Linked DNA regions of Mus musculus: all the other regions are linked to region 6. The links are chromatin contacts, called in public ChIA-PET, HiChIP or PLAC-seq and promoter capture Hi-C maps. All regions are on one chromosome and are shown on one strand. Each heading gives the region's core, a stretch centred on a gene start, on an enhancer-like site or on the middle of the called end of the contact. The rest is flanking DNA. Distances are from core to core; before and after follow the strand shown. Region 1 overlaps Hdac4 (histone deacetylase 4). Region 2 has its middle 29 kb from the start of Lrrfip1. Region 3 overlaps Lrrfip1 (leucine rich repeat (in FLII) interacting protein 1). Region 4 overlaps Hdac4 (histone deacetylase 4). Region 5 holds the start of Lrrfip1 (leucine rich repeat (in FLII) interacting protein 1). Region 6 holds the start of Traf3ip1 (TRAF3 interacting protein 1). Region 7 overlaps Lrrfip1 (leucine rich repeat (in FLII) interacting protein 1).

Evidence for each region. Promoter capture Hi-C pulls out the DNA fragments that hold promoters and counts their contacts. ChIA-PET counts read pairs in DNA pulled down with a chosen protein or histone mark. HiChIP or PLAC-seq counts read pairs in DNA pulled down with a chosen protein or histone mark.
Region 1: a promoter capture Hi-C map of liver shows a contact between it and region 6, with 2.8 times the contacts expected there. The contact joins the enhancer-like site here to the promoter of Traf3ip1 in region 6. A contact is called at or near these places in 9 of 39 promoter capture datasets (the 3T3-L1 cell line, 3T3-L1-derived adipocytes, cranial neural crest and 5 more) and 3 of 115 datasets of contacts at active chromatin or transcription factors (the NIH/3T3 cell line, embryonic limb bud and pancreatic cancer cells).
Region 2: a contact with region 6 is called in an HNF4G HiChIP or PLAC-seq map of pancreatic cancer cells. The contact joins the enhancer-like site here to the promoter of Traf3ip1 in region 6. A contact is called at or near these places in 2 of 39 promoter capture datasets (pre-B cells and stem cell-derived epiblast-like cells) and 1 of 115 datasets of contacts at active chromatin or transcription factors (pancreatic cancer cells).
Region 3: a contact with region 6 is called in an RNA polymerase II ChIA-PET map of memory CD8 T cells, with 16 read pairs. The contact joins the enhancer-like site here to the promoter of Traf3ip1 in region 6. A contact is called at or near these places in 3 of 39 promoter capture datasets (the HPC-7 cell line, HPC-7-derived erythroid cells and pre-B cells) and 4 of 115 datasets of contacts at active chromatin or transcription factors (the HPC-7 cell line, large pre-B cells, memory CD8 T cells and 1 more).
Region 4: a contact with region 6 is called in an HNF4G HiChIP or PLAC-seq map of pancreatic cancer cells. The contact joins the enhancer-like site here to the promoter of Traf3ip1 in region 6. A contact is called at or near these places in 7 of 39 promoter capture datasets (the 3T3-L1 cell line, cranial neural crest, frontonasal cranial neural crest and 3 more) and 2 of 115 datasets of contacts at active chromatin or transcription factors (embryonic forebrain and pancreatic cancer cells).
Region 5: a contact with region 6 is called in an RNA polymerase II ChIA-PET map of memory CD8 T cells, with 34 read pairs. The contact joins the promoter of Lrrfip1 here to the promoter of Traf3ip1 in region 6. A contact is called at or near these places in 3 of 484 Hi-C or Micro-C datasets (B cells and embryonic stem cells), 3 of 115 datasets of contacts at active chromatin or transcription factors (memory CD8 T cells, pancreatic cancer cells and pro-B cells) and 2 of 9 other capture datasets (adipose tissue and liver).
Region 7: a FOXA1 HiChIP or PLAC-seq map of pancreatic cancer cells shows a contact between it and region 6. The contact joins the enhancer-like site here to the promoter of Traf3ip1 in region 6. A contact is called at or near these places in 3 of 39 promoter capture datasets (the C10 cell line, HPC-7-derived erythroid cells and pre-B cells) and 2 of 115 datasets of contacts at active chromatin or transcription factors (large pre-B cells and pancreatic cancer cells).

What each region holds. Positions count from the first base shown.
Region 1 is chr1:91,959,996-91,962,805 of GRCm38.p6, forward strand. Hdac4 (histone deacetylase 4) reads right to left here. Exons shown (of 27, transcript NM_207225.2): 18 at 1,458-1,565. Among named protein-coding and RNA genes, the nearest start is that of Gm46242, 82 kb to the left of the region's middle. Within about 2 kb of position 1,431, at least 15 of the 459 cell types and tissues checked have an H3K27ac peak or open chromatin away from gene starts, as enhancers often do. A contact at or near this core is called in liver, where this site is marked.
Region 2 is chr1:91,022,857-91,025,610 of GRCm38.p6, forward strand. It overlaps a transcript of Lrrfip1 not described here. Among named protein-coding and RNA genes, the nearest start is that of Lrrfip1, 29 kb to the right of the region's middle. Within about 2 kb of position 1,310, at least 143 of the 459 cell types and tissues checked have an H3K27ac peak or open chromatin away from gene starts, as enhancers often do. A contact at or near this core is called in pancreatic cancer cells, where this site is marked.
Region 3 is chr1:91,094,246-91,097,138 of GRCm38.p6, forward strand. All of the region lies in intron 12 of Lrrfip1 (leucine rich repeat (in FLII) interacting protein 1), which reads left to right. Among named protein-coding and RNA genes, the nearest start is that of Lrrfip1, 42 kb to the left of the region's middle. Within about 2 kb of position 1,631, at least 126 of the 459 cell types and tissues checked have an H3K27ac peak or open chromatin away from gene starts, as enhancers often do. A contact at or near this core is called in the HPC-7 cell line, memory CD8 T cells and pancreatic cancer cells, where this site is marked.
Region 4 is chr1:91,940,440-91,943,165 of GRCm38.p6, forward strand. All of the region lies in intron 24 of Hdac4 (histone deacetylase 4), which reads right to left. Among named protein-coding and RNA genes, the nearest start is that of Gm46242, 62 kb to the left of the region's middle. Within about 2 kb of position 1,277, at least 23 of the 459 cell types and tissues checked have an H3K27ac peak or open chromatin away from gene starts, as enhancers often do. A contact at or near this core is called in pancreatic cancer cells, where this site is marked.
Region 5 is chr1:91,052,130-91,054,857 of GRCm38.p6, forward strand. Lrrfip1 (leucine rich repeat (in FLII) interacting protein 1) reads left to right here and starts at 1,315. Exons shown (of 25, transcript NM_001310732.1): 1 at 1,315-1,594. The coding sequence starts at 1,529.
Region 6 is chr1:91,493,409-91,496,108 of GRCm38.p6, forward strand. It overlaps Traf3ip1 (TRAF3 interacting protein 1), which reads left to right and starts at 1,260. Exons shown (of 15, transcript NM_028718.2): 1 at 1,260-1,480. The coding sequence starts at 1,358.
Region 7 is chr1:91,068,348-91,071,047 of GRCm38.p6, forward strand. It overlaps Lrrfip1 (leucine rich repeat (in FLII) interacting protein 1), which reads left to right. Exons shown (of 25, transcript NM_001310732.1): 2 at 216-302. Among named protein-coding and RNA genes, the nearest start is that of Lrrfip1, 16 kb to the left of the region's middle. Within about 2 kb of position 1,449, at least 38 of the 459 cell types and tissues checked have an H3K27ac peak or open chromatin away from gene starts, as enhancers often do. A contact at or near this core is called in pancreatic cancer cells, where this site is marked.

The sequences.
Region 1 (2,810 bases), core at 181-2,680, 470 kb after region 6:
ACCTCTATCCTGACTGCAGCTTAGCTGTTGGGGAAACAGACAGCTCCTACAGTCCCCAACTCTCCTCCCACCCTGAAGAACCACTACAGAGTTGGCACTAGATGGCATGGTTGTATAACCAGCTCCCCGCTGCTCATACTTTACAGAACCAACGGTACACCCCTGGGACTGCTGCTGTAAAAACACTCAATTAGGCCTCTGACTCTTCACCAACACCAAGAAGTGATGAAGCTTTAACTGAGCACAAAAAAGTCGGCTGACTACTAACAAGGGTGCTGGACTGCTAAGCTGGCTCCTTAGGACAGGACATGGCAGTGGTAAGGCTGGGAAGCAGACCTAAAAGACAGACTGCCAACTCACTTCCTCAACCCTGTGTCTGCGCTCTGCGTTGAGTCCCGGGCACTGGCTTCTAACAAGCAGTTAAGTCTAACACATCTCAGATCCCACCTGCCTCTTGCATTGAGCAGACAACTGTGTGCATGGTGCTGAGCAGCAGCTGAGCATGGCATGAAGACATAACAGCATTCACAATGAGCGCAGATGAACTCCCAAGGGGCATTTCCCCATGAACATCCTCATGAAAAGCTTCCACAGTGCATACAAGCTTCCACTGTCAGGCCCACATCCTTTAGCACACTGTGGTGAGTAGGAAGACAGTGTGGTGGTTCTGAGTTTGGAAGGCCATGTATGGGCTAGCTCTGGGAAGCCTTTCTGCATGTCACTGTGAACTGAGATAGTCCCTCTTTTCTCCAGGATACTCATTTTCCTTGTAATGATGTCAGTACTTCTGGCCTTCCAATTTGGGGAGATCTAAGCCACTTTTCAAGTAGACAAGGCCATTTACTTCTGGGAAGAGGGTGGGCAGGAGCTGCCAGTGATGGGGCTCAGCCTTCAGAGCTGCCTGCCCCTATGTAAACGAGAGGCACCCTGACATGGGAGGGCACTTGATTTTTGCTAGGGCTCAGTGTGCTGGGACAGTTGCTGTCTGGTTCAGTAAACATCCTGTGGGTCAGACAACTACATAAGTAGGAGGCTGCAAGGTTCACATTGCATTGGCTTTAAAGATCTGCCATATGCCAACACTAACACAGGTCAGAGAAGTATCAAGTTTCTCACAAAGATCACAAAATACTCTCTTTCGACTCTGTCTTATCCCAGTGTCTCTCCATCAGTTTACACTGTTGTAACTCAGGTGTGAATCCAGCAGCCATTAAAAGGTCTCATTTTAATTTTAATACTGCTGATACTGAGGAGATGGGCCACATGAACAAAACCTTGCTAGGCTCCTCAGCCACTGGGAAGGTTAGAGGGCTCTACAGATCCATCACAGAATGTGAACAACGCATTTTTCACAGCACGGGAATGACCACATCATCCTGGACAGGAGCTTCCTCACAGAGGGCAAAGGGCAGTGGGCAGACTTCCTCGTGTGGCCTAGCTCCACGATGCTGACTGACCTTTAGCTCTCCCGTGGCCACCTTGAAGACCAGCTCCACTACACAGCCTACAGCCAGGCGGGCTGCCCCAGACGAGTGCACCTCATTCCATATGGTGTCGCTATCCACCTGTGGAGAAAACACTCCTCCAGTGAGCCACATCCTGTGTCACTATCACTGCTGTCACACATTTCTTTTTGAGATGTGCCAAATAGTAAACACACAAATAAAAGCAAATGACCAGAAATATCATGTTGTACCCACCAGTAACCCTTTCCTTTTAACTTGCTCTAACAGACCTGGGCTGACAGTGAGCATCCTAACCTACTGACTCCCTTACCATGCAAAGTGGAACTGGAGCTAAGAGTTATGCTAACAATCAGAAAATGAAACGGAACAGAAACTATAATGAGTGGTTCTATTATGCGTAGAATTTAACTGCAAGCCTACTAAGGACTGAGAGTAGTTACATGAGACCAGGACACAAGGCGTAAAAACGAACTCTTAGGTCTGTCCCAGGTAACAGAAAGGTGGCCTGTTAGCTTCCACTCAAAACAGAAAGCAGGGCCAACCATTTGTCTTACTGGCTTGGGCAAAGGAGAACACATTACCATTCTTTAAAATCACATTGGTATGTGTGTCCATGTGTGCACTTGCACATGTGTGTGTGTGTCCGTGTGTATACCTTCATCACCATCTGCTAACTGATACTGATCATCAGTAGAGAGGGAACAACTCTTTCCAGCTTTCCACAAGCTTCACTCTCAGAAATAGATGATTTAAACCTCTTTTATATGGGTGAAGATATTGCTGAGGTGGGTACCAAGCATGGGCTATATTCTTTAAATAGTTCTCAAATGTTAAAGGAATGCCTGAGAGGCATCACTATTCAAAGCCGAGACCCTGGCTTGTAGTCCTGTGCAGACCAGCTCTGGCTGGAGAATCACATCTTTACTATTGGCTCATTATAATATCAAAGGTGACAGACAGTGCAGCAGACATTACCAGCTGCCTTGTGACCCCCAGGGGGCAGCAGTGTCCTAGGCAGCCCAGCAGTGTCCAGGCCAGGCTGGAGGCTATAAGCTCAGTGATCATTTCCTTCCCATGTGTGAAGAAAAAGCCTAGCTTTATTTTATTTTTTTCTTTGTACTTTTTTGGTGGCTGGAGAGACAGCCATGGGTTCTGGGAACTTAACTCTTATGTTTTTGGTTGTGAGCCTAGCCTTTAAGGATGGAGTCATCTCTCCAGCTTGAGCTTGACTTTATTAAAGAGCATGTCTAAGACATGGGGAAGGGACTACACATGACATGTGCCAGTTCTTCCAGGACTCTCTGTAGACTACTCTCTGGGCATCACAGGTCAGTGTCTGTAACC
Region 2 (2,754 bases), core at 60-2,559, 470 kb before region 6:
TCACGTAGTCTACCTCCTTTTCTTCTGTGCCTGCACTCTCCTTGGGAACTCTCCAAGGAGAGTACTGTTTGGTTTGCCATGAAAAGGGGGGAATAGGGTGCTGCTCTGTGCCATGCTCCATGCCCCATCGATACAGTTTTATAACACGGAAGCCTTTTAGTATAGATCTGGTGACCACCACAGCGATGGCTCCCTATGTGGCCCCACTTCACTCAGTAGTGACATGGGGTCATTGATAGCATCCCAGCAGGTGATCTCACCCTGCCACATGTGCTCACTATTGGATCAGCAGCCCTAGAGGACACCTGGAGGGAAGCCTGTCTCCCTGGCCTAGGCTCTTATTTCCTAAGCCAAGTCTCAAGGACCAGGACCAGGAGCAGCCAGTATATTGACTCCCCCATGGGCGCCTCTGGAGAGAAGCAATTGCAAGAAGTGTCTCTCTAGAAACAGCTCTGAATCGGCCTTAGTGTTTAGAGTCATATGTAACTGCAGCCTCATTCCTTTGAGTTTTGTCACCCAGCCTGGCTTGCCACGGGGGTGTGTTGGATAGTGGCAGCTATTAGAGGCTACTCTCCAAGGGTGTGGCCGAGTCTTGGTAAAGGGAGCAGAGGAACATGCTGGGTGCTGGGTAGAGGGCAGCTGTTACCCACTGCCTGACTCCATCAAAAACCCACTAAAAAGCATCCTATATGAAGATGGGAGACATGGCTCATCAGTTACGATCACTGCTCTTGCAGAGGACCCAAGTTCAGTTCCTGGCACCAGTGTGAGGCCTCACATCTGCCTGTAACTCTGGCTTTTTGCAGGCACCTGCGCACTTGCACATGTACACACACACACAATTTTAAAAAGAAAGAAATTAAAAACATTCTAGGCAGAGAATGTGGCTCAGTTGTTAGAGACTCTGCCTGTCATGCACAAGGTCCCAGGTTCGATCCCCAGCAGAGGAGAGAGAAAAGAATATCACAAGCCACCTATTCATATCAGAACGGGACTTTCGCTCAATACTGGCCATATTTAAGTGAAATATTAACTGAAAGGAGTGTTAAGGCGTATTTATGTCCACCCATTTTCTGTTTGAAAACTGGGATTCAATTCAGGAGGCCTATGACCTGCCTGAGAGTTTACACTGAGTTTACTCCCATGAACCCCAAGAATCGCATATCTCTGCGCATAAAGGACGCACCCCCTTTCCAGGCTCTGCCTTTGATCCCCTGTTCTGGTCTGACAGTGCTGACACTCTTTAACTTCAAGGCCAGTCTGTTCACAGAGGAAATGACTCACACACTCATGACCAAACAACTCAGTCATCCAGGAACTTAGTGAAGGAAAGGCTGGCACAGTGGAAGTCAAATCTTAACCCGGGGACGACTGGAGACAAAACATCGGCCATAAATGCCAGAGCAATGTGTTTCCACAATTTCCGGTATTTTAGATATTTAGATGGTTTTCGTTTATGAATAACTCTTCTTAAATGTGAAGGCATTTCAACGTGTTGGCTGTTATTTTATAGTATGAGTCACTATTTGGGGACGTGACCCTTGATGTCTTTGAGACCCACTCCTCTCCAGAGTCACTCAGCTAGCAGCTCAGAGTCTCCTCATTTAGTCTCCTGTATCCAGGCAAGGTGTGGTCAGCTAGGTTACCAGGGGATGTGTTTTGTTCTTAGACCTATTCAAGATCTAGATCCCCATAGACAAAAGTATTCTTTTCATTGTGTGTGATTGATTGCTTTATTGATTGAACTGTACTAGGGACCGCACATTACACATAATAGACAAGCATTCTACCACTGAATTGTGTGTCAGCCATACTACAGAGAGAAAAGAGTCAATCACAGCAGGGAGGCGTGGCTGCAAGCAGCAGGCACGGTGGCCACAGCAGGAAGCTAAGTACTCACTTTCTGTTTGTTTGTTTGTTTGTTTGTTTGTTTATTTTTCAAGACAGGGATTCTCTGTGTTTTCCTGGAACTCACTTTGTATACTAGGCTGGTCTTGAACTCAGAGATCTGCCTGCCTCTGCCTCCCAAGTACTAAGGATCAAAGATGTGTGCCACCAACGTCTAATGAGCTTACATTTGCAAATTGCAAGTATAGAGCAGAGAAAGGAACACAGTGAGACAGCAAACACTCAGACCCTTGCCCCTAGTGATGTACTTCCTAGATCTGGCCCCCAGGGATGCAGCCAGATCCTGCCCCAATGATATACCTCCCACAGCAAGACTGTACCTCCTAACCCCTCTGCCCCTCAAACATCAGCTCCAACTGGGACCAAGTTTCAAGTATCTGAGCCTATGGGGGACATTGTGGCCACATCATAACACAAAATGCATTTAGTTCTGTTTCAAAAAGTCCCCATTGTTAGCTTACAGGTGATTTTAGTAGGCTCCCCCTAGGAACCTAGCAACAGCTTATGTCATCACTTGCCTCCTCCACCAGGTGGGCCAGGTGTACATAAAAGGACTGCCCCCTCTGCCCCCCTCCCTCTCTCGCACTCACACTTCATCTTTCTCTCTCCCTCTCCCCCTCTCCCTCTCTCTCTCTTGCCAGTCCATCTCTCTCTCCCTCTTTCTGTCCTTCACTGCCCCATCCCCTTTCTTTACCCTCATGGCTCTGCTCCCTTCTGTCTGTCTGTCTGTCTGTCTGTCTGTCTGTCTGTCTGCCTGTGCACTCGTCTGCCTCGCCCCTTCCCAGGTCCTCAGTCCTCTTCCTTCCCTCAGTAAATCCCCTTTATACCAGACCTGTTGCATGGCAT
Region 3 (2,893 bases), core at 381-2,880, 400 kb before region 6:
ACCCGATCGGTGGCTTCCTTTGAGGCTACTTTAACATTATCTAACCAAGGAATTATTTTGTGTATGGTTGTGGGATGTGTGGGGAGATATCTGCTATCTTGCTCTATTGCTGTTAACATAAATATTTTGGGACAGAGCTTCTCACCAGGCCTGGTTCTTGCTGATTTTCTGGCTAGTCAGCAAGTACCCGGAATACTCCTACATGGATGCTGGAATTACAGCTGTATACCACAAAGCCAGCTGCTGCCTCTACTGCTGCCGCTTCCTCCTCCTACTCTTCTTCCCCCACCCTCCTCCTCTTCCTCCTCCTCCTGCTCCTCCTCCTCTTCCTCTTCTTCCTCCTCTTCTTCCCTCTTCCTCCTCTCTCTCCTCTTCCTCTTTCTTCTCTTCTTCCTCCTCTTCTTCTTCCTTCTCCTCGTCCCTCTTCTTCTTTTTAAAATGTGTTGCTAGAGATTAAACTCAGGTCCTCATCATGCCTCATAGCAAATACTTTACCAACTGAGCCACCTCCCCAGCCCCTTGGTTTTTTTCTTCTATCCCCAAATGGCCTTGAATTCACTATATAGTTGAAGATATCTTTGAATTCCTATCCCGACTGCTTCCACATCCCAAGTGCTGAGGCTACAGGTGTATCATATGCACCACACCTGACCAGACAGTTTTGGCTGTGGTAGGGAGACACACCCAGGCTATAGCATCAGTGTGGGTGGAGGGAGGCCCACATTTTGAAAGCCATGAGTGGAAAGTGCAGACAGTCCAGGCCAATCTCTTTTGCTGGGCTCAGACATAAATACATAGTTTAGAACTCAGTTCCTGAACACTATACTGCCCAGGATTGGTTCCTGCATCCCAGAATGCAGCAGACCCAAGATACAGCACTTGCATAGATGAGCTCATTGGATTTGTTTTAGTGTAGAATCCTCTTTCTTGTGCGTAATAGTCAACTGTACACTTGAGGAATAAGTGGAGTGTTTGCAATCAAAAGAAGTTTGTAGCTTTACTTTCAAAGATTCTTAACAACACCTCCTCCACCCCACCCCACCCCACCCCACCCCACCCCGCTGCCCCAGCAATGACTGTCTGGGGTGGCTGATTTGTCATCACTAGGCGTGGCCCTTGGATTTATTTAAGTATCAAGATGAGGTCATGATGTGGGAATGTTCATGGTTTCTGTGACTGGAAAGACTGAAGTCAGATTCGGATCCTTTTGTTGTGTGTGCACTTTCCAGATCTGTGGAAAATTTACACACATGAAACAAGTTTGGCTGTTATTTCCTCACAGAGGCATGCATTGTATGTCTTGGTCTCTGCAGCCTGTGAGGCAAGAGAAGTGATCTCTGTGATGTGGGGAACTGGAGGTGTGGTCATACTTTCCCTTCTGTGCTACTGTGAGAAATGCATCAATCCAGCAGAGCTCTGTATTCCCTCCGGTGAAGGCTGCTAAGTCTGTTGCAGAGATAATCAGTAGATGTCCCCCCTCCCCTTCTCCAGTCACCTGTTTGTTTATTTGTTGCCCTAAAGATCTTTCGATCATTATTTCTGTTGTCATTTAGTGAGCAAAGGTCAGCGCAAAGATGTGTGGAAAACTGGCTGGCCTCCCAACTCAACCTGGCACCTCACAACAGCCAGGTACCTCCACACTAACTGGGGAGCCTCCTGGGTATGGTTCTCAGGTGCAGTGACCCCTCTGCAAATGCAGGGCAGCCTCCAGGAAATTCTTCAGTCAGTGGGAGGGTCACTAGCCTTTGCCAGGTCCCTCTCCCAGGCCTGCTCCTGACTACTCCTCCCTCTCAGGCAGGAAGACCCACAAGTCTGAACAGGAGCTTCTGGGTTTCTTCCCACCAGCAAAGCTGGACATGCTTCATTGACACTTTGTTAAAAGCCGATCCAAATTGCACACCCACCTTCCCAGTGCATACATAGCCCTGGGACACAGAAAAGCATTATGTTAATGCTGGACCTGAATCTTAGAAACAACAGGGCTGATTCTATTCTTTCTTTATGCTTTTTTAGGCACCAAGATGCTGGGTTTGTCACCCTCTGTCCTTGGAACAAACAAGGATACAGTGACCTCTCCATCCTGGCCTCTGTGGGAGACCCATGCAGTAGGATGTGCAGCAAGGCAGGGGTTAAAAGATGGAGTTAACACCACGTCACAGCTCCTGCTCCTGACTTGGGGCAAGTAGGCAGAAATAAACTCCTTCAGATGAAGTAGCCCCCTGAAAGGCATATGTTTTTGCTTGGTTTGAGCTGCCCCAGCCATAATAGGACATAGTTTTTGGTGTCCATATTGGTTCTTGGAAAATACCCCCGGCTTAGTATTTCACCAGGAGTAATTACCAGGAGCCAAAGACAGAAGAAAATGCAAAAGTCAGCTGCAGCCCTCAAGGCTTTGCATCTTGCATCTGTCAGACAGGAAGTGAGGCAGTGCTACACACTGGGGGCAGGGTGGTGCAACCGAAGAGTAAAAGTCACCAAACAAAGGAAGTGATGGTTCATTCCCCTTTAAAAACGTGAATATACCTCTGTGTCCATAGGCTACTGCAAGGGCTAAGACTAAAGGTTTGGGGCTCCCAATGATACAATTCTTAGGAGAGCCAAGATGCATCAGCCCGAATGTAAGTGGCAGGGGACGGAGTTCCACCTCATTCCAGCACCACTCCCCACTCCACTCCCATTCTTCTGTAACTCCGTCCCCACCTCCACTTAGCCTTTCCATCCTAATTAGTGTTAACTGTCAGCACAGCCTAGAATCACCTGAAACCAGAGTCTCAATGGAGTAATTGTCTTTACCATGTTGGTCTGTAAAAGATGATTTTAATTGCTGTAGGGGGTGCTGCCTACTGTAGGCGATACCATCCCTAGACAGTCCTGGGTTTTATAAAAAAGCTAG
Region 4 (2,726 bases), core at 27-2,526, 450 kb after region 6:
GGCACAGAGTAGTCACAGCAATCCTCAACAGAAATTAATACTGGAGGCACCATACAGTACCACAGAGACATAGGAGCAAAAGCAGTGTGTGGTTATTCCTGGATTTAATGCTATTTATTGAGCAATGTAGAAAGTGCCAATTACTGCTCTGGAAACCTGGAATCTATCACTGAACAAGACATTGCCAATAATATATAATCCAGGAAGACAACATGCAGCAATCACAAAGCAAGTGCTGCAGACAGTGGGGGATACAAAGAACTATGAGGAACTACAGAGAGACGCAGGCTGGGCTGCAGTGGGCCTCCTGTTCAAGAGGGCTGAATGACACATCCCCGGGTTTCAAAGGCCTGATGAAAGCTACATGGAGCTGCTTCTGCAGGGTACCCTGCACTGGCACTGCCACAACACACTTGGCCATCCACTCCCTGCAGAGTACAGCCTTGCCAATGGCTGACTTGAAATGAGGCTCACAAGATGATGTCTGTTTCTAGTGTGGGCCTACCTAGCTGTGTTTTCTATGCTGGAATTCAGGAAGAGATTCTCATGGGCACCCAAGGCCAATCAGAACTGCTCAAATGTGACTTGCTTCTCATGGCTGGCAGTAGATGAGTCTTCTTTTTACCTTTGAAGTCCTTCATAAGCAGATGCCATCCTCTGCTCTCTCCTGTCAAAGCAAAACTCCTGGGAAGAACCACTTACATCCCTTCTGGATCCTGGAATTTCAGGATTCAGTGAGATCCATCTCACTCCTGTGAGCTCAGGCCTCGGCCTGATGGTCAGGGCCCTGGGTCAACTGTCCACTGGAGCACTGCTCCTTCTAAGGAGGGAAGGCATATCCATTCTTTCCAGGAATCCTGACTCAGGCCTCTCTGCCACACCCTATTGGCCAAACACTAGCAACAGGTTTGCAGCCAGCTCCTCTCTGGGCTCTAGTTATGTTTCCAGTTGAGTTTTATCTGATATAACTGTCCAAAGAGCCCAGGGTTTCCTTTGTCCCTTCTCCCTGCTCTGGATCTACACCTAACTCATAGGAAATGGCCCTGCTCTGTCTTTGGAATTCCCAATGACTCAACATCATGGAGGCTGCTGTAACACTGCCTGGTCCAAGCTCTGCCCTGATTGTGAGGGTTACCAGGTTGTCATCCTGAGGGCAGACTAATCCACCAGTCTGCTGCCACGCTTGTAATTAGCAGAGGCCTCTGTCAGGTATATGAGCAAACTCTTTGTCAGGTGGTGGAATTAGAATCATAGCAGGGATTTCCCACTCTCTTTGTCACAGAGTCACAGTGTCAGTGGTTTAGCAGTATGGACTCACTTCAGAGGCCGTAACAATCTAGGGCTCTTGCTCTGACTCAGCTTCAGGGAGTTGAGCCTGTGTTTTCAGAATGTCACCCACTTTGCTGGGGCATTTGGGCCCAGGAAGGAGGTCAAAACTTCCATCTTAAACAGATTCTAGCAATGAGGGGTCACTAGATCCTTCTGTCCTCCAGACCTTTCTCTGGTTGGCCCAGGCTGTCAATCCACATGTATAGTAGCACATGTTCAGGCCAATGGGCGCTTGGCAAGGTTATGGCCACAGGGCTAGCTGGTTTAGGTCTGGAAATTTTCTCATATTCCCACCCCCTCCAACTCAGAACCTGCCTTTCTCTTACTTCCAAGGAAGACAGATCTTCTTGGCAACTGGTGTCTAAATCCATGCCCAGGAACCCAAGCTGCCTCCTGAGCTCTCCCTCTCATCACTATCCGGCCACCTGCCTGCACTTTCATCTTCCACACCTCCACACCGAGGCTTTAGCTCCCTCCTCTGGCAGAGGATCTCTTCCACCGAGTCTTTGCCTGGCCCTCTTCCAGGCCCAGAAGCTCTGTCTAGTTCTCTGATGGTCTCCAGACCTGCTCCTCTGAATTGCTCCCTTCTCTCCCCTTTCCTCTGCTGTGCTAAAACACCCTTAGATTACATCCCTAAAGCTAGCCTCCAAGGTTACTTGGTCAATTCCTCCTCCAGAGGCCGACTACCAAGGCCCAGCTACCAAAGTGTTCAAGTCCAGCAATTAAAAGCCCCCTTTTGACCACCCCAATTAACACGTCCAATCAAGTTGAAGCACCTCATTTTAACTTGGGCTTTTCCATTTTACCTTACAAACTGCCTTTTTCCAGTAGGAAAGCTGCAGGTCTAGTGTCTCAATGTGGCAATAGCAACACAGGCCCTACCTGCCTGGCAAAGACTCAGTTACTCTACTCCTGACCAGAGACACTAGCCTGCCAGCCCTGCAAGACTGTATGTAGTTGCTGTCTTACTCTCGCTTGTGACACTTGTGTGGGTGGCTCATGCACGTCACTGGAGACTTCTGAATAATTTACTGTTCTGTAGAGCTTGGCTGGAGATGGGTACATTCAGTAAGCATCTCTAAGTATCTGCTTTGAGTCATCACCATCTTCCCCTAAGACATGCAGTTTTATTTGTAGATTCCTGGGGTTGGGGGTTGAGGTTGCAGGAAGTTAAGGACCTGCTTCAACAGCACTTTTTCCTGGTGTGTGTGTGTGTGTGTCCTAGAGTCTCATTCTCAATACCTCCTCATGAAAAAGCATTTGAGACTCCCTTCCTTTCCATTGGCCATTAGCAGAAAACATGGCTAGCTCAGTAGTGCTAGCTTCCTGCTGATCTGATTCTGAACCTGAACTGAGGCTCTGTGCTCAGCCCTCTAAGTGATCTTAGCCTCCTGTTC
Region 5 (2,728 bases), core at 65-2,564, 440 kb before region 6:
CCTTCCCAGGAAGTTTTCCTCATCTGAAACACTTCACCAAAGCTTGGTACCCATTTTCTTTCGGCCTGCATAGTACTCCTCAAACTAGGTCCCCTTCATCCCTTTGGTCCAGGCCATCCTGCCCCCTAGAACTCGTCTTTCTGTGTCTACTCTCTGGTCTACCCAGTCCTTCGAAGCACTACCCAGAGACTTAGTACCAGAATGCTGCTGCCCCACATGTGCATAAGCCAGCGCACACTGGTTCCTTGTTACCAAAAAAGCGTGTCAGCCGGGCTCAGATGTGACTGGCTTCTCTAGATCTTTCTGGAGTCTCCAGTACAGAGAAACAAGGCAGGGGGCCCTCTGATTTTCCTTTTGAGCCCGAAGAAGGCTCTTCTAGGGTGGAGAAAACAGGTCACCCAGGCCATGTGCTCCTGTCCATAGCGCACAACACTGGAACCTTCTGGTTGCTTGCCCGCTTGGCTTTAAGTTTAAATCAGGGGTGCTCCTGCCCAGTGGACGTGGAAGGCGCGTGCTGCGAGTCGGGTCACTGTCCAGCGTGGATACTAGTTCCTCGACGCTCCCTATCGGATCGCGGCTGTCACCTCCGCTTGATTCTCGCTCCTGTCCAGCGTGGTCATGGGCGGTAGCTTTGTGGTCCCCAAAGCCGTGCCGGCTCGGAAGACAGTAGTGACGGGCGCAGCTGCGCTCTGGCAGAGGCTCATGCGGTGTGGTTCCAGCTAAAGCCACGCGTGTCCTAACCGAAGGCGCGCCTCCCTAGGCCTGGGCTGGTCTCCCGCGCTGACTCAGCTGGGGACGGCCAGGGCGTGGCCAAGGGTGGGGTCCCCAGGGTCTTTCCCTCAGTCTTTCCGGTGTCTGCCGCAGGGACTGGGTGGTGATTGATGGCACAGCAGCTTGCTGGCCAGGAGCGGTCTGGAGGGGAGGGAGGCGGTTCCGGAGGCTCTGAGGCGGTGCAAGAGGAGGAGCGTGGGTGGGGCTACGGAGGAGGAGCTGGGGTCCCGGGTAGGCGGGCCCGAGTGGACCTCATGGTAGGAGTGCTTTGGCTGAGAGTGCCATCGTGGGCGAAGCCGACGACTAAAGTGGCAGAATGTGGCTGCGAGGAAGGAAAGTTGGAAGCAGATGGACACAGGCTGGGTGGAACCATAGAGGAAGGGGTACAACCCCCTGGAAAGAGCGCGGGAAAGGGGCTGGGAAGGAAGGAGAGGCGGGCATAGGGTGGGTGGGGCGTGGGGAGAGGCTGGGCGGGGCTGGGGCGGAGTATGCCCCCGGCTCCTCTCTTGCCACCCCCGCCCCCGGCCGGGAGCCACCTGCGCCCCGCCCCGCCGGCCGCACCCCAGCTAGGGAACCTCGGAGTTGGGCGTCCGAGCGTGTGCGCCCAGGGGATCGTTGAAAGTTCTACTTCTGCCTGGACGGCTTTCCTGGATCCCAGAATGTGGCCTCACTGAGAACCCTCTGCCTGTGGACTAGGGAGCGGGTCTTCCGCGCGAACTCTTGGGTGGGAAGTTGGTCTGCACTTCACTTCGGCAACATGACCAGCCCAGAGGGCGCGCAAAACAAGGAAATCGACTGTCTGAGTCCAGAGGCGCAAAGACTGGTAAGAGGGAGACATGATTCAGACCTGTGCCTGCCAGCAACCGCCGCCTGGGTCCCTCAGTTGGTTCTAAGGTCAAGGACAGTGGCCCCTTCAGCTACCGTGGTGCTGCTGGAGTAGAGGCGAGTGGGCTTGGGCCACTCGAAAATCCTGATATAGGGCAGCTCCTGCCTACCATCAGGTGGTTGGCTGAGTGTAAGGTGTCCGTAGGCGGAGCTCTGAAAAGTACATTTTATGCTCCAATGTTCCTCTCAAGGACGAAAAGGAGAGTGGGCTCTCCCTCCACCCCTAGTGATGGTCTTTAGGCAGGCTTTGCCCAGCTGGCTGGCTCTGGCCAGGACCCAACCGAGGTCTGAGATCTGAGGGTGGTGTAGAGTTTCACAGGGAACTGCTGGTTTGGTGTTTTACCGAGTACAGCACCTGGGTCCTCATCCAGCCGCACCACCTTGCCATGAGTGGCTTGGAGGGTTTACAGGTTCTTGACCTCAGGAACACCTTCCTCTAGGATCCAGGGCCCCAGATCCACTTCGGCGGGTGCCAGAAGCCACTTGTGTCTGGGCAAGGTGCTTACGCATATTTTACTTCCCGAACTTACGTAGGGACAGTGGATGAGGACGACGGTGATTGAAAATTGGGCACCGGGGAGTTGGGGGATTTTTGGTTGTTACAGCCTGTGTAGTTTATAGTTTTGGGGTCTGGGAGTTCAGGCAGGATCCATAACCCAAACTAGCCTTGCTCTCAGGATTCTCATGTCTCAACCCTTCCACTATCGGGCTTACAAGCCTGCATCACCCACCCACCCCCCCCACCCCCGCGCGCCTTATCCATGGCTGTGGTTGCTTATTAGTGGGAATATTTCAAAGTAAATTGTACTCTGTGAAACCATGTATTTTATGGAGTTGATACCAGAGAGAGGGGGAGACCCAAGGTTCCCATTTTAGCAGGCTTTTGTGAGACCTTGATAAAAACTGAGCCTCAGCCACTCATTCTCCAGGTAGGAGTTAATCCTGTAGTTAGTTGGTCTTTAAGGAAGAGTAGTCGAGGCAAGGCTGCTCTGACTGGGGGAGCTTCCTCCAAGTGCTAGGAAGGCTAAGTAAACTTTTATTCCAATGACAGACTTGTAAAATGTCAGTTCCT
Region 6 (2,700 bases), core at 10-2,509:
TTGGTTGACAATACTTGCTGTCCTGGATCTTCTAAAAAACTTTGATACCCAGATAGACTGAAGATCTTCTGGTTGGTTAGCCCTCCTAAAGGCAGCCAAAACTGTACTCTGGCCTTCGTGTGTGTGTGTGTGTGTGTGTGTGTGTGTGTGTGTGTGTGTGTGTGTTCTTGGATCCACTTACTGTTCTGCCCTCCTCCACAAGCTGTGAGAGGATAAAGCATCATCTTCGCTTTGTTGTATGGCATAGGCTCCAGGTCCTCAGTAGAATTCCCAAGGTCAGAGGTATCTTCCAAGTAAAACCCTGAGTTCCTACCACCTGGTCCAGCATCACAAACAAGCCAGTTGCTGGCTCCAGCTTTCATTCCACACCTACATCACGATTCTGCTCAGAGTGAACTTTCTAGGGTAGGAGCTAGGTGGGTATGTTCTTAGGGGCGGTGTTTAGAGACAGGACTTCTGCTCTCTGAATTCTGCTCTCTGAACTCCCCCAGAGACCAACTCCAGCTGGGGCTCAGAGTGAGAGGGCTCTTAAAGAAGATTCTGGCTCTCGGGGTGTAGCCATGGTAGAGAGATCAGGGGCAATGTTCTAGTTGGGGTTCTGCCAGTTTGGGCAGAGGAGCTCCAGACCTCAGGCACAGCAGCAACACCTGATCCAGTAGAAGCATCTCCTGCATAGCCTCGGGTGGTGGTGAGGGTGAGGTGGGAAGTAAGTGTGTGTGTGTGTGTGTGTGTGTGTGTGTGTGTAGCAGAAAGCTGCAGCATCCTAGCCTAAGGGCCTAGCTCCTTCACAGTTTTGTGCCCGCTCTGGTGAACCAAGAGCACAGAAAATGTGGAAGGACACAACCCTTCCCCTTGGCACCATCTTAAAGATTACCTAAGGCAGGGGATGCTGGGCAGGGAACAGGAATGAAGGGATGAAAGGAGTCAAGTCCTTTTCCAAGTTTATGTGAAGTGTTATTTTCCTGGTGGGTGTTACTGTAAATGCTCTCCTTAGAAATATCAAATGGTCGCTCTTTTCTCACTCAGAATGCCAGGTCTCTGGGCAGTGCTGTGCAGCGCCCTATGGTGCGCCGGGTTGGCGGAGCAGGCTCAGGTTCAAGCAGCCACAGAGGCGGAGCGCGTGTGTCCTCCAGAGCAGCTAGAGAGGCCGGAGGGGATGGGCGGGGCCGGGCGCGCGTCCGTTGCCAAGGCCGCGCGGCCCTAGAGACCGGGTGCTGGTGGCACGCGCAAGCGCGGTGGCGAGCTGCGGTGCACTGTGGGATGGGAGACCGGCGCGCCGGGACGGCGGGCATCTCGGGGCACCGGGCAGAGGCGCGGCGCGCGAGGAGGGGCGCGAGCGGTCGCGGGCGGCAGCGCCATGAACGCCGCAGTGGTGCGGCGGACGCAGGAGGCTCTGGGCAAGGTGATCCGGAGGCCGCCGCTCACCGAGAAGCTGCTCAACAAGCCACCGTTCCGCTACCTGCACGACATCATCACCGAGGTAGGCGCGGGCTGGTGCGCGTCAGGTTGAGGTGGGGTGAGGGTAGGGGTAGAGTGCGGAACGGGTTAAGGGTCCGGGTAGTGGCGGGACGGGTTGAGGGTTGGGGTAACGGTGTTGAAGGTTATGGTTAAGTGCGGGACCGAGCGAGTGTCGGAGTGAGGGTCCGGGTAGGGTGAGAGTCGAGGTAGGATGCGCGTCTGAGTAGGATTCGTTTCGGGGTGAGAGTCAGAATTAGGGCCGGATCAAGGCGAGTGACCAGGTAGCGTGAGGATCGCGTTGAGGGACCGGGTAGTGTGAGGGGCGTTGTAGGATGCCAATCAGGGTTTGGGTCGAAATGAGGATTAGTCTCAGATGAAGGTGAGGATCAGGGTCAATGGTAAGGTCTGTGTGGCTCCGAGTGCTGATTGGATTGAGAGTGCGTTGAGGGGTGGAGGTGCAGGTCCAGGTCCAGGTGAGGGTCAGGGTTAGGTTCCAGTTGGAGTCAGGGTAGAGTAGCGGGTGCTGGTCTAGTGGTTTGGGTGGAGATAGAAGGCCCGGGTCAGAGTCTAGGTCTGTGGGTTAGGGTGCTGGAGCCAGAAGGTGAGGCTGAGAGGAGGTAGAGGCCCGGGCTGACATCGGTTTATTGAGTGTGAGCCTCGGGACAGGGTCTAGGCTCAGGGTCAAGTTGCTGTTAGGAGCTGGAGGTATGTTGGGGCTCTGGAATTGGGCTGTGCTTATACTTGAGGCCTGGGTAGGGTGCAGGTCCTTGTCTGGGACCTTCTGAGCATTCAGTGGTGCCTTCCATGTTAGGTTCCCAGGCCCACTAGGTCTTGGGACCTGCCTTACTTTACTTCTCCCAACCTGCAGCACTTACCATTATGTCTCTTTAGAGCTTGTCTTCTATTTGTTAGTGAGTCTCCAGGAAGCTGCATTGGATGAGGTACATAACATTGTACAACAGTTACAATTGTGTGGAGTCTGTCTGGGCTCTTGGTAACCCCAAGAGTGTCACTGCAGGGGGTACACAGAATGGGCATGGTACTCCAGAAGGTGCTGTGGAACTTGGGGTATGGTTGGGACTTAGAAGTCCAGAGCTCAAGGTCTCTCCCAGTGTTGACCCTCAGACTTTCTCGTCTCAGTAGGTTGAGCACTGTAGTCTACCCTTCTCGTTACTCATTTGGCCCTCCTACCTTAGCTTGTAATAGGTACTGTCTCGGAACATGGCCCTGTCTGTTAATCTT
Region 7 (2,700 bases), core at 199-2,698, 420 kb before region 6:
TGGACTTTGGTGGACCCCACCCAGCTAATTGAAACTAGATAAAGGCGGAGCTCCCCTTCTTCCTACTCCTGACAACCCTGCCTCTCCGGTGCATCTGTGAATCACACAGTGTGCTTGTTAAGCCCTAAACAAGATTTTCTCTCTACTGTGTCATTAACTACATGCCCGGAAGTTGCCTGGTCTGTTCTCTAACAAGGTTTCTGGGTCTGTTTCAGGCGGAGGCCAGGCTCGCAGCGAAGCGTGCAGCCCGAGCCGAGGCTCGAGAGATCCGGATGAAGGAGCTGGAACGGCAGCAGAAAGAGGTAATGGGGGCTGAGTGTTCCGAGGTTGGCTCTTTCTCTTTCAGGACTGTGAAGACAGCGTACCTGCTGCTGTTGGGCACCTGCTCTCGTCATTGTCACCTTAGTGTTGCTCCAGCTTGGAATGCGTGTGCTCCTTGTAGTTCTTGTTCCAGATTAGCCCCAGAGTGCACACAGCATGAATGCTGGACATCTGTTCCAGGTTAGCCCTGGTGTGCACTTAGCACAGATGCTAGGCATGGCTGTCCAACTGGAGACCTAATGGAGCCAGAGAGATGCTCGCAGCCTGAGAGCTTGCCCTTTAGTCGTAGTTCCTAGGACAGCTTTCTAGCTGAGAGGAGCTTGAGAGGATTGGGTTTGGGCTTCTAACAGGGCGTTGGGGGGCGGGGGAGTAGGGTCTGGATCCTCTTAGAACCAGAAAAGACCAAAATGATTTTCTTTTAATTTAATTGGTCAACTTCTTTCCTTTAAAAACAAAATTGCTTTGAGGCTTATTAGTATCTATCAATGGTTAGTGTAAACTTTGGAATAAGTAGCCACAGGAACAAATAAATGTGTTCTAGGGGACCGGGGTGGTCATCAGTACCTTCAACCCTTCATCTTGTCTACTGTGGGTTTTTAAAACCTTGAGTCAGAATTTTGTTCCAACAGCCAGCGTGTGGGCTCTGTAAGTACGTTAGGGTCCTGGCTTCTTCACAACCTTTCCTGTAACTGATAAATGATCCCTCTGGGGGAGTATTTGCTTCAGCCACATGCTACTGAGCTTGGCCATGCAGATTTGAGACCAGCTGCTGGAGTCGTCCTCCATGTACAGGTTCTGGTTCTGTTAATGGACCCCAGCTGATGCTCATTGTCTGTGTAACTTCAGATGGAAGCTTGGGATTCCAAATTCTCTTAAGACCAGCAGGTTCCTCCTCCAGATCAGCAAGTCCCAAACCTGTCACGTGTACTGTAGGGGTGGCGGATCCACAGCTTAAGATGTTCACCATCCTCGGCCTGGGGGCTTTGCCATCCCAGGAGGAAATATATCAGCAGAAGAGGGGATGTGGCCAGACTTGATTTGGGGAAGGAAACTTGGAGATAGCGTGTGGGTAGCTGTAGAGTGTTGGGAGCCACAGCCTAAAAGGGGTAACCAGAGCCCCAGTGTGGGGAAGGCAGTCAGGGCAGTCACCACAGGGAGGGACCTCACCCCTACCCTGTGGTGATTACAGAGTGACCTTTAGATAGGTTTGGCAAGCGTCTCCTTTATGCTAAGCTATGAGCAGAAAAGTAACCCAGTATTGGAAAATGACTCATTTTTTTCTTTCCGGTTACAAATACAAATGAAAAAATTTCAAAAGTGTAATGTGTTTAGTCTTTGTGATTTTACATTTAGAAGTTGGTACTTTTGTGTGGTTTTTGTTTGTTTGTTGAGACAAGGTCTTTCTATGTAGCCTTGGCTGTCCTGGGACTACCTCTGTAGATTAGGCTGGCCTCAAATTCACAGAGATCCCCCTGCCTCTTTGCCTCCCAAGTACTGCAATTAGAAGCGGATGCCACCACCACCTGGCCTTATGTGTGTTTTTTTTCTTTTAGTTCTCTGGGAAAAGCTTGGGGTCAGTGTTTTCCTAGCATCTGTCTCCCTTCTGAGCAGGTTTATTTTTCAAAAATCAGAAAATAAGTGGTCCTGGGTTCTGCGTTAATTATTTGGGCTTTACCACATGAACTGTGATTCACAGCCCCTCGAGTTAACTGACGTGCCTCCCTCTCCTGGTCTCTTGGCCGAGGGTCATGTGGGCCTAAGGGGAGTCAGGCCAGGTAAACACCTGTCTGGCTGCTCCCACCAGGAAACATCTTCAGGAAACTCACCAGAGACAAATATCTGGGCCCACAAATGGAAAATAGGAAAAGAGCCTACTGCTTTGTAGGCCACTGTCACGCACCTCTGAGCGGGCCCCGCCCAGGCCCAGGGAACCATCCCAACTTGAGCTCCTCGGCTAACGTGGCTGCATCGTACAAACTGGGCCAATTTATTTGGACTGAATATTTAATTTTTATTTTAATAACCAAGTCCCAGCTATTTCTCAGACCTCCTGCTATCATTTTCTCTGTGAAACATTTCTGCTCGTTCAGTAGACACTTGTGGGCCTACTGTGTGCAGGGCCCTGCTAACCCTTCCCATTGACTGTGGGAGCCACAGAGTAGTTGCATGGAGAGGTAGATAGTTCTGTGGCTGGAGGCTGCTGTTTCTTAGGGTTACAGAGGGTAGCTCTTGTCATCTGCCGAGCCAAGAGTCCTATGGGAGCACCCCCTCCAAGACTGCTCCCCATGCTCTAGGCTTCTCTACTATCCCCTCACCCTGATTTTCCCACAGTCCTTTGCTCTTTTTTTCTTTCTCTTTTTCCTTTTGGCAGCAATGGGG